Regions from separate parts of the Gossypium hirsutum genome. Here region 1 is linked to region 2. The links are chromatin contacts, called in public Hi-C maps. All regions are on one chromosome and are shown on one strand. Each heading gives the region's core, a stretch centred on a gene start, on an enhancer-like site or on the middle of the called end of the contact. The rest is flanking DNA. Distances are from core to core; before and after follow the strand shown. Region 1 holds the start of LOC107949616 (receptor like protein 21-like). Region 2 holds the start of LOC107949578 (L10-interacting MYB domain-containing protein).

Region 1 (5,359 bases), core at 656-3,155, 150 kb after region 2:
TTGTGATGATAACTTTATTCGACTGACAAAAAATGCATTGGATTGATTTGGATAGTATTGAATAATTTGACGAGGCTAAAGATGTTGGATTTGAGTGACAATAAAATTGAGAGCCTCCAATCTCCCCATGGTATGTGTTGATATGTTTTACTTTATCATATTCTTATATATACATACCATATCTCATTTAATATTCCATTAGTAATAAATTTGTTTAACTAAATGCTTTGTAGATGGTGAAAGGCCACTAAATTTGACCAATTTAGAAGAGCTTAATTTGGATTCCAACTCCTTCACAAACCGTTTATTGGCACAGCTTAGTGGATTTTCCAATCTAAAGTCATTGAAGATAGGGAGTAACCAGCTTAAAGGATCAATAAATATTAAAGGTGAAATTACTTAATCTATTTAATCTTCCTTTAAGCGAAACAAATTAATTGTTGAGTTATTGCATTTATTCTGTGTGATTTAATTTTAAATTTTATTTGTCAATCTTCACAGAATTATTAGATTCTTTGAGCAACTTAGAGGAGCTAGACATAAGCCAGAATGAGGTGAAGGAATTTGTGCCCATAAAGAATAAAGGTATATGTATCAACTAAAGAAAGTCTTACTAATTACTTGCCATTAGATATCTAGTGAATTGATGCCAACCACTAATTTGACTATCAGAAAATGGAAGTTTGGGAAAGCTAAAGATTGCTACATTAGACAATGTGTTCACTGGTGGAACTACTTCTCTAATACAGCTTCTGGAGACATTCTCATCTGTTAAGACCTTATATTTGAGACAGAATCACTTCAATGACACATTTTCTACTCAAGGTATAATATGTATGTATGTGAATATATAAATTTATAATTTGATTCCATTTGAAAATATTATTTATTTAACATCAGTCATTTAAATAACTCTTATACACTTGTAAAAATCAATTGCATGTGTCGAGCAAAATAGAGGAATTAGTGTTGGATTCGTCATCTCTCAACAACAACATTCTTCAAAGCATTGGTGTATTGGCTTCTCTTAAAATTTTGTCTTTGAATGGTTGTGGGCTTTCTGGGACATTACCTACGAAAGGTAAATTAATAATTATGACATAATTATTTAGACAATCTCTTGATAAATTTTTTTATGCTCCTAGAATATTTAAATAATTTGTACAAATTTATTTTACAGGATGGTGCGATTTACGGAAATTTGAGGTGTTGGATCTTAGTGAAAATGCTCTTGAAGGAACACTCCCTTCATGTTTGGCTAACTAGTCATCTCTTCATTATTTGGATATTTCTGATAATCAATTCGCCGGGAAAGGTGCCTCCACTGCTCTAGCCAATCTCACTTTGCTTAGATTCATTTCTCTTTCACGAAACTTATTCGAAGTTCCATCCATTTTCATATCATTTGCCAACCACTCACACCTCAAAGTCCTCTTAGGCAGTCAAAACAAGTTAGTCAAAGAGCCTACCATTCAAACATGGGTCCCAAAGTTCCAACTAAAAGCCTTCCGTTTGTCGAATTGCACAGCAAAGGAACTCCACATTGAAATTCCAAAATTCCTCTATTACCAAAATGACCTGAGTATTATTGATCTTTCATATAATAATTTTGGAGGGAAGATTCCTTTTTGGTTGTTAGAGAACAATACAAGAATGGAAGCATTTTTAATGAAGGGTAACTCTTTTATGGGCCGTTTCAATCTTCAATCTCATCCGAATCCAGACATGTCAGTTGTTGATATATCTGACAACAAAATACAAGGTCCCATTCCAGCAAACATTTGTTCAATCTTTCCACAACTATTTGGGTTAAATCTATCAGGCAATTTCCTTTAAGGTAATATTCCTCCTTGTTTGGGTAGTTTGAATACTAGAAACTTATTATTAGATCTATCTCATAATCAACTATCAGGAGGAATACCAGAAATGTTAGCTCAAAGTGACTCGTTGAGGTTTCTTAGGCTATCAAATAACCATCTAAGTGGGAAGATAACCCCAACTATCTTTCGCTCATCTTCATTATATTTGTTATATTTAGATGGCAATAACTTTGATGGAAATATACCGAGCATTGATATCTCAACTATCCCATCATACCCTCTTCAAGATCTGGATTTAAGTAACAACAATTTGTCTGGGGAACTCCCAAGATGGAAATGGAATGTGTCAGATTTAAAAGCATTGGCAGTATCCAACAATCAGCTCAAGGGTCTGATTCCGATGGAATTGTGCTATTTGGATTCTCTTATTATTTTGGACCTCTCAAAAAATAATTTTTCTGGCCCAATACCATCTTGCTTCGATGCACAATCTATTGAACATCTCCATTTGAGCAAGAATAGATTAAGTGGAACCTTGACAAATGCATTCTTTAACAGCTCTTCCTTGGTGACTTTAGATCTTAGTGAAAACCAGTTGACTGGGGAAATTCCATACGGGATTGGAACTCTTTCGGCTTTAAGTGTCCTCCTTCTAAAAGCCAATTATTTTATCGGAGAAATTCCCACTGAGATGTGCCAATTGTATTCGTTAAGCATCATTGATCTTTCTCAAAATAAGCTTTTTGGTTCGATACCTTCTTGTTTGAGTCATCTAACTCTTCAGCCAAATTATGAAAAATCTTCAATGAGGGTCGGTGGGACGATGCTTGGAGGAATCATGGATAGTCCTAATTACTTTGGGATGACCGAATTTGAGTGGTCCACTTTAAGAGGATCTATGTCATTGGATGTATATCCCTTTATTGAGAATCAAATGGAAGAAAAGGTGGACTATACAACAAAGAGAGCATCTTACACATACAAGGGAAACATTCTTGAGCTCATGTCTGGAATTGATTTATCGTGTAATAGATTAACAGGTGAAATCCCCACAGAGATTGGAAATTTGAGTGAAATTCGATCATTAAACTTGTCACACAATAATTTGACTGGACATATACCGTCAATGTTCTCAAAGCTCAAGCAAATTGAGAGTCTGGATCTTTCTCACAACAACCTAATCGGAAGAATCCCTATTCAATTGACAGAGTTGTACACCTTAGCAGTCTTCAATGTGTCATACAACAACTTGTCAGGGAGTATTCCGTCTCCGAAAACTCAATTTGGAACCTTTGATGAAAGCAGTTATATGGAGAATCCTTTTCTCTGTGGGCCTCTCTTGCATAAAAATTGCGTCGACCTTGATTCACCCCCGACAGTAGCACCAAATACCTCAAACAACGAAGAAGAAAGTGGTTTGATGGACAAGTATGTTTTTTGGGTGACCTTTTTTGTTTCTTATGTAATTGTGTTACTGGTTATTGTTCTCATCCTGTATATAAATCCTTATTGGCGTCGAGCATGGTTTTCTTTTGTTGAACACTGCATCAAGACCTGCCAGTATTTTATTGAGGACAATCTTCTGCGATTTCCCATCTTCAAAAGAAGCGGGTAGCCTTGTGCTTTGGTGGTTTACATTTGTATGTAATTGTTTTCCAAAGTTTGTTTGGGTTCTTTGCTTTAAAGTTTTTAAAGGTAGAATGTAATATCTTTGTTATGTAATAATTGATAGCGTATTATGAGAAAACTATATATAATGTCATGCATTACCGATTAAAACATTTAATAACGCTTTACAATTTTCAGCATTCAGATAAACATATTGTAGCATATATATTAATATATATATAACTTATATCTATCTATATTTTTGTAGTCAAACAAGCCATTGATGTTGTGGTAAAAATTTCATATTGTTTCAAACCTTAGCGTAAAAAAGAGAGAAAAGATTATATGAAACTGTAGTTTCACATTCTTGTTCCTTTCAAATAGGAGAATGATAAATTAAATTTTTCCTCCTGATTTTTAGCACTTTAGTTGGATTTGAATTTTTTCAAAAAGAAAAAACTGGAAATCAGGAGGAAAAATCTGAGTTATCTTATATTAGAAACGGATAAATATGATTTGAAATCACAATTTCATACAATCCCTTCTCAAAGAAAAATCTTTTGCCACTAAATCATAAGCTCAAACTTATATATATAAAGAAGTCCAAACTTCATATTAACTACTAAATATGAATGACAAAAATAGTCTTTAAATTTTTAAATGATATAAATATTTTTTAAATTAATAAAATTATCATAAATAAATATGTTTTCATTATTTTATTTAAACTCAAATTAATAAATATTTAAAAATTGAGTTCACATGATATTTATCTAATTTGAAATTAATAAAATTGAAAGCCTCCAATCTCCCCATGGTATGTGTTGATATGTTTCATTTTATCATATTCTTACATATACATACCAACATCTCATTTAATATTCCATTAGTGATAAATCCGCTTATCTAAATGCTTTGTACATGGTGAGAGGCCACTTAATTTGACCAATTTTGAATAGCTTAATTTGGATTCCAACTCCTTCACAATAACTTATTGGCACAGCTTAGTGGTTTTCTGATCTAAAGTCATTGAGAATAAGGAATAATCAACTTAAAGGACCAATAACTATTAAAGGTGAAATTACTGAATATATGTAATCTTCCTTTAAATTAAACAAATTAATTGTTGAGTTATTACATTTATTCTCTGTGATTTAATTTTAAATTTTATTTGTCGATCTTCACAGAATTATTAAATGCTTTGAGCAACATAGAAGAGCTAAACATGAGTCAGAATCAGGTGAAGAAATTTGTGCCCATAAAGAATAAAGGTATATGTATCAACTAGGAAAGTCTTACTAATTGCTTGCCATTAGATATCTAGTGAATGATGCCAACCACTAATTTGACTCTCAGAAAATGGAAGTTTGGGAAAGATAAGGTTGCTATATTAGACTACGTGTTCACCAGTGGAACTATTTCGCTAATACAGCTTCTGTAGACATTCTTATCTGTTAAGACCTTATATTTGAGAGGCAATTACTTCAACGACACCTTTTCTACTCAAGGTATAATATGTATGTGTGTGAATATATAGTTTTATAATTTGGTTCCATTTAAAAATATTATTGTAACACTCCAGAATTTGAGGTTTAAAGTTTTGAGGTATGTGTTTAAGGTCAGTGAGTAGTTTGAATTTATATGAGGGTTGTACAGGCCAATTTTGGGCCACCCCAAAACCCAACTAACCTACCCTAACCTAAACAGCCCAATACCCATAAGCCCAACTAATACATCAGCCAACCCAAAATTCAAACCCCATTTACAACCAAAACCCAATAATACAATACCCAAACCCAATTTACAAACCCTAACAACCCAAGCCCACTATCTAAAAAAATTTTCAGCAGCAAACCCTAGCCACCAAAGTCTTCAGCCGCTCTCCCCTCTTCAGCCTCCTCCACTCCTCTGACACCAGCACCATCCCTGGT
Region 2 (6,048 bases), core at 456-2,955:
TCCCATTCTGCAATTGCTCAAGCATAAGATCAATGAAAAACCGGTCCATTGGTGGTTGCCAGTACATTCTAGTACGACTATATAGTGGGTTTGTTGTTGCATTCAGCGTCGTCTCTGTTGTGTCCTCCACTTCTAGTGGCAAACAGATAAAATCATCACGCACAACAATTTCATGAACAGCCTCCACAGTTCCTTTATTGCCACATTCTGGTTGAGCAGCAGATCCTGTTATATCGTCACCTGAGTGTGATGATGTCTCAGGCAAATTAAAGCCTGGTATCATATTATATCAGCAACATATGAAACCTTCTAACAATGAGATACACCAGACTCATGTTACCCGGACTCTTCTGTTCCTAAAATATCCATGTTTAATGCCTGTGTCCGACAAATATTTGGACATAGATACGGTTTATGATCCTCCACGTATATGGAAAAGCTTAGAAAAAAGAGCATGCTCGTGTTATACATGTATTCATACCCAAGACTCAACCCCGAGTACCGGTAACAAAGCCCTAGACAAAGAATTAGTAGTATCAAGGATAGAACTTTTACCCTTTATACTAACTATCCTATCTCGATACATAAAACAAAAATCATTAATGAAAAAGGTCGATGCATATCCGTATCTGAAACTCACTCTAAGTTCAAAACCGGACACGGAGTTAGTCATGTCAAGGACAAAATCATAACCCTTTTTAAAAATTACCCTATCTCCATAAATAAACACAAAGATCATTCATGAAAAAACTTCGAACAAAGTCATGCGAACTAGTCTGGAGTCCGGAAATATTCATATTCAAACCCGACACTCAGAGTGGACCACCAAACTTAAGACCTAGTAGTATCAACGATTGAATCATTACCTGTTTTCCTAGCTGAATTATCTCCATATATAATACCCAGATCATCGTAGTAAGGAATAGTTTTAACTCTGCAAGGACGCACATCTGGGTTTACCTGTAAATAAGAAAACCCGTAAGATCCTGCAATGCAAAAAAACCCTCAAAATCATCAAATAAGTAAAGCATTGAACCTTGATATATTCATCCCAGATTTTATTCTCGGCGATCACCATTTGTCGAGTCGAATCCCAGTTAAAACCCTTCTGATTCAACAGGTTCTTAACAGCTTTGTACAGATTCCTCAGTGTTTTGTGCCGGTTTTTCAGCACATCCATCTCGTATTCGAACTTGAACCTCTCGTTGAACGATGAATTCATGTTCATCCATGCCGTTTTGCTGAAAACATGGTCATCGAACCTATTACCTTTATTGAGTTGCTCCAACATGAGATCGATGAAATATCGGTCCATCTCGGGTGTCCATATCGTCCTTGATCGATCCAAATTGCTCTTGGCACGGATACCCATTCTTGAACAACGTAAAAAGACAAGGCACCAACAGAATCGAAAGGCAAGAATTATAAATCAATGTAAACATTTGGGCATGAAATAAAAAAAAATAAATTAAAAACGAACCATAAAAGAAAAGGTGAAGAAGAGAGAGAGAGAGAATGGGTTTAGTTGAGTGAAAAATGTATACCTTGGATTCGACTCTGGGAAAATGGAGGGGCAAGAACCTGGGTTTTCTGCAAATGTCGGGATAAGGTTTTCCTGGATAGTGCTATGAATGCTTGGCGGCTGGAATTAGATCATAGACAAGAGGAGCGGAGTATCCCAATTCTGGATTTATCCCAAATATCAAGGATAAGATCGTTTATCATTTTCACAGATTAGGCCTGACAAAGAGCCCAAATGTTTATCAATAAATTCAACATCTTCATATTTCATAATTAAACTTAAGGTAATGTAGATATTATTTTGGTCACTGAAATTTGTTTATGTCATTTTTGTTATTCTCATTTAAAAATTTGAAAATTATAGTCACTTCACTGTTAAAATTTATTAATCTTTAATTTTTTTTATAATTTTGTTAATACAATAAATTTTGTGTTAATTGAGAATTTGTTTAAATTAAATACAATCTGATGAATATAATTTTATTTGAGTTTTAGAGTTGATTTGATAAATTTTAATTGTTAATAATTATAAATATTCATTAAATTAACTTTAAACTCCGAATTAAGAACTACAAAGTTAACATTGTTACATTTAAATATCAAAATATATATAACTTTTGTGAATTGTATGTACTAAATTAGACAAAAAAATAACACAAATACTATATTAAAAGAGTATCAAAATAAAATATCAAATTAGATATTAAGCCTTCCAAAATTTAAAATTTAAGCAGGAGAGATTCAATGGTGTCATTTCTCGCCATTGACTCTTCCAAAAAAAAAAATTCTCTCAGCCATTTGCCAAAAGAAAATTTTGTCCCACCAAATTAAATTATAAACATTATTTGAATTTATCATCCCTTCCAATTACAAATAAATTACTATTTACATAATAATAATATAATGATGACATAAACCTGTCAATTTTAACTCGAACTTGATGATTTGACTTGATTAACTCAATTTTATTATTAGAAGTCAACGACTTGAATCAAAAGAAGTAACTTAAAGTGACCCAAACTTAAATTAAATATTGTTGAGACATTTTTCAAGGAGTGTCTAAACCAATAACTAGACCAATGCCAATTGGTAGTAGCATTGTCTACTTGAAAAAACGGACATGTCTGAGTTGGCAAATTTTTGTAACAAACATGTTTTGGTTGTGCTTCTTGCTATTACTTTGGATGACTATCAACCAATCTTTAATATCTAAACTACACATAACAACTTATCTTGGAGATTTGTTTGGATTCAGATCAAAGTAATCAACTTCTCATAATTGGTGGATTGGATCGAATCGGGCTAAAGTAGAAAGTATATCCTCATTATTCAAGATTTATCCTGTGATGTTTTGAAGATATTCTCTGTGCAAGTTGTTCTGCTTAATTTGAGGGAGATTAATTGTAAAAGATATAGTATGTTAGCAAGTCTCATTTACTTATTTATTGTGAAGACTTGTATACATTTTGTAGTGATAGAAAGAGCACTTTATCTTATTCACTGTGGAACTTTTATATTAGCGCATTGAAGTGTAATAATCAAGTGCGTGACTTGGTTAGTGTCCTCAGTTTTCAAGGGAAAACTTAGAAGGACATGTTTAAATCTTAGGTACAAAAGTGTATAGTCGAAACTGATGAGTGTTCAAGTTTTAAAACACTTGTTGCATAAGATGCAAGATAATGAATATTCTGCCCTGAACTACGTAAATATCTCTTATGTTATTTATTTTATACGCCTTTCTATTAGCGCCTAAAACAATTGGCACAACTTTAAGCGTTGTTTGTGGCACTACTTATTTTCTGCATTCAAATATCAACTTGAACTCAACAACTAAAATCTTTTCAAAAAATTAATAAAAATAACACTTATAAACTAAATTATTATTTTATTTTTATATATAATTTGTAAATGTAACTATCATTTTCTATTATTATAAATATGCAATTTCGACTTCATATAGTCTTGATAGTAAATTCCAAAAACAATAAATACTTAATAAAAAATTGCTTTTATCTGTTTATGTTGGAGTAAAATTAATAAGTGAACGATGCAAAATTTCTGAATTTTTTATATATTTCAAAATCTCAAAAACTTTTGATTTTGACTTTATTTAATTTTAAAAAATTGAAATTTGATTTTTATTTTAATTTATTTAAAAATTTAAAAAATATCTTTGATAAAATTGTAATTAATTTTTTATTACAAAAATCTAATTGATTTTTACTTATCCCACAAAATTTTAACTAAAATAATATTATTAACAAAAAAATCTAAATTGGTTTTATATATATACAAGCCCGTTTAGCCCAACAAATCAAAGCCCCAACAAAAACAAATCAAGACCCAATGCCCAAGTTAAGCCCAATACCCAAAATCAGAAAAAAATAATAAACAAACCCTAGGTGCACTGCACCTAGGGACTTTTGACCAGCCGACGCTTGCAGCACCGCCCATGTCACCTCCACCGCCCGTGTACCTGCAAGAAGAACAGAGTAATCAATTGAGAAGCAAGTTGTAAAGAAATGGCAATAAAAGGCCAAGTTCAAAACCATTGTTTTCTCTCGGCAACTCATAATATATACGAAAAAAGCATTCGATCTTTTTAAGCAAAGAAAACAACAACTCTAGTGATATCAAAATAAGATAAACAGCATCAAAACAAACCCAAAGCCATCAGAAATAGAAGCTGTAGATCTAAGGCGACTCCTTTTTTTTTCCTTTTTTTTTGTTGTTATTTCATAACCGAATCTACCTATTATATAACCATATATATGCATAAATATACAATATAAACGAAAGAAAAACAAATACACTTTAAAACAGAAAAAAAAAGAAGAATTTTTTACCTTTCCGCGACGGGTTCGGCCACGGAAACCGGCAGCAGAGGAAAACGGTGAGAGAGAGAGAGAGAATGGAGACCTCTTTTTTTTGTGAAACATGCAGAAAATGAAAAAAAATCAACTTTTTAACTTATATAACGGTACCAAAACGGTACCGTTTTGGCCCTCCCCCCCAAGGCGCAAAACGGCGTCGTTTTATGGGTGGAGCGGGCTACCCGACCCGTCCGACCTTGGATCCGCGTGTTTTTGAAGCAGAGGGGTTATTTTCACTTTTGGCCCCTCCGCTTTCACATGACTTTGCAATTAAGTTTTTTCAATTTTAATCTTACCCAGGAATTTGTCCTGCTTTTCAACTTGGTCTATAGCCACGTGCTACATATTAAGACGGGGGGGAATATTACATTTTCAGTACTTCTAGGTTGTGCTTGTGTTGCAATTTGGTCGTTCTCTTTTTACTTCTTTTGAAATTCGCCCCAAAATTCGTTTTCGTTTTGATTTTCGTCCTTTTTTACCTTTTTCTCATTATTCTATGTTAATTTTAATATTATTCATAATATTATATTTTATTATTGTTATTATGTTTGTATTTTTATTATTATTTATTACCATTCTATCATTATCATTTTTATTTAATACTTATATATATATATGTTATATAGTATTATGAATAGTTTAATATTATTGTCTTTTATTATTATTAATGTATTTGTATGTTATATATGTATTCTTTTAATATATATTCGTTATACTCCATATTACGCATATATGTATTGGTATTATATTATGTCTATTTGTTCTTTTCAAATATTATATATGTATATATATATTATGTATATTATGTATATATTTTAATATATTATGTGTATATTTTGTTTTGTATTTCATGTACATATTATGTATATACATTTAATATTATCATATATTTATTTTCAGTATATATTTATGTAATGTTTATTATTATTATTATCATTATCTTTGCATTTTTACTATTATTATTATTATACCTTTCATTGTTATCACTATTGTATTATTACTTTTATTACTATAACATTTTTAATTACTTATACGCTATTACTTTTATATTAACTAATTTAATATATATATATTTTTTAGCGTACTTATTTTGCTTATATGTATCATTACTCTTATTACTATCATTTCATCATCTATTTATTTATATCCTTGTAAATTATTTCAAACATTAAATCATTCATTATTTGTATTATCATTATTATTATTACTAATATATATATACATACTATGTAATTTTTATTATATTACGTATATATTTTTATATATACTACGCATATGTATTTTTCAATATTGTACTATTATCACTATGTATATATATGTTTCTTTTATATATTTCTTATTACTTCTATTATTACGTAGGTACCTTGATACGTAAATGTATGTACTTTTATATCATTATGACCGTTATCATTGTCATTTTATTTTGCCATTTTTATATTTATTTGCTTACGTGTTCGATTACTTCGTTTTCCTCACGTATGTGTTTACATTCATATGATACTTAGCTTCGTTATTGTTTCATCTTCCATAACTGTTCATATTATTGTTTTTGACACTATCACTCCTATCATTATATTCTACGTGCTAATACCATAATTTACTTTTATATTTTACTATAAATCACATCATGTTTTTACTCGATGCCTTAAAACAA

The links. A called contact is a pair of places that touch in the nucleus more often than the background predicts.
Region 1: a Hi-C map of hypocotyl shows a contact between it and region 2, with 2.1 times the contacts expected there. The contact joins the promoter of LOC107949616 here to the promoter of LOC107949578 in region 2. A contact is called at or near these places in 12 of 34 Hi-C or Micro-C datasets (callus, cotyledon, hypocotyl and 3 more).

The regions. Positions count from the first base shown.
Region 1 is chrA08:5,692,864-5,698,222 of Gossypium_hirsutum_v2.1, forward strand. LOC107949616 (receptor like protein 21-like) reads left to right here and starts at 1,906. Exons shown (of 1, transcript XM_016884349.2): 1 at 1,906-3,594. The coding sequence starts at 1,927. The coding sequence ends at 3,435. It overlaps LOC107949624 (putative receptor-like protein 16), which reads left to right. Exons shown (of 6, transcript XM_016884360.2): 1 at 1-130; 2 at 234-389; 3 at 502-585; 4 at 673-825; 5 at 959-1,081; 6 at 1,181-1,693. The coding sequence starts at 82. The coding sequence ends at 1,266.
Region 2 is chrA08:5,539,623-5,545,670 of Gossypium_hirsutum_v2.1, forward strand. It overlaps LOC107949578 (L10-interacting MYB domain-containing protein), which reads right to left and starts at 1,706. Exons shown (of 5, transcript XM_016884313.2): 1 at 1,545-1,706; 2 at 1,037-1,373; 3 at 867-960; 4 at 1-225. The coding sequence starts at 1,372. It overlaps LOC107953583 (a long non-coding RNA gene), which reads right to left and starts at 4,506. Exons shown (of 2, transcript XR_001699250.2): 1 at 4,368-4,506; 2 at 3,759-3,997.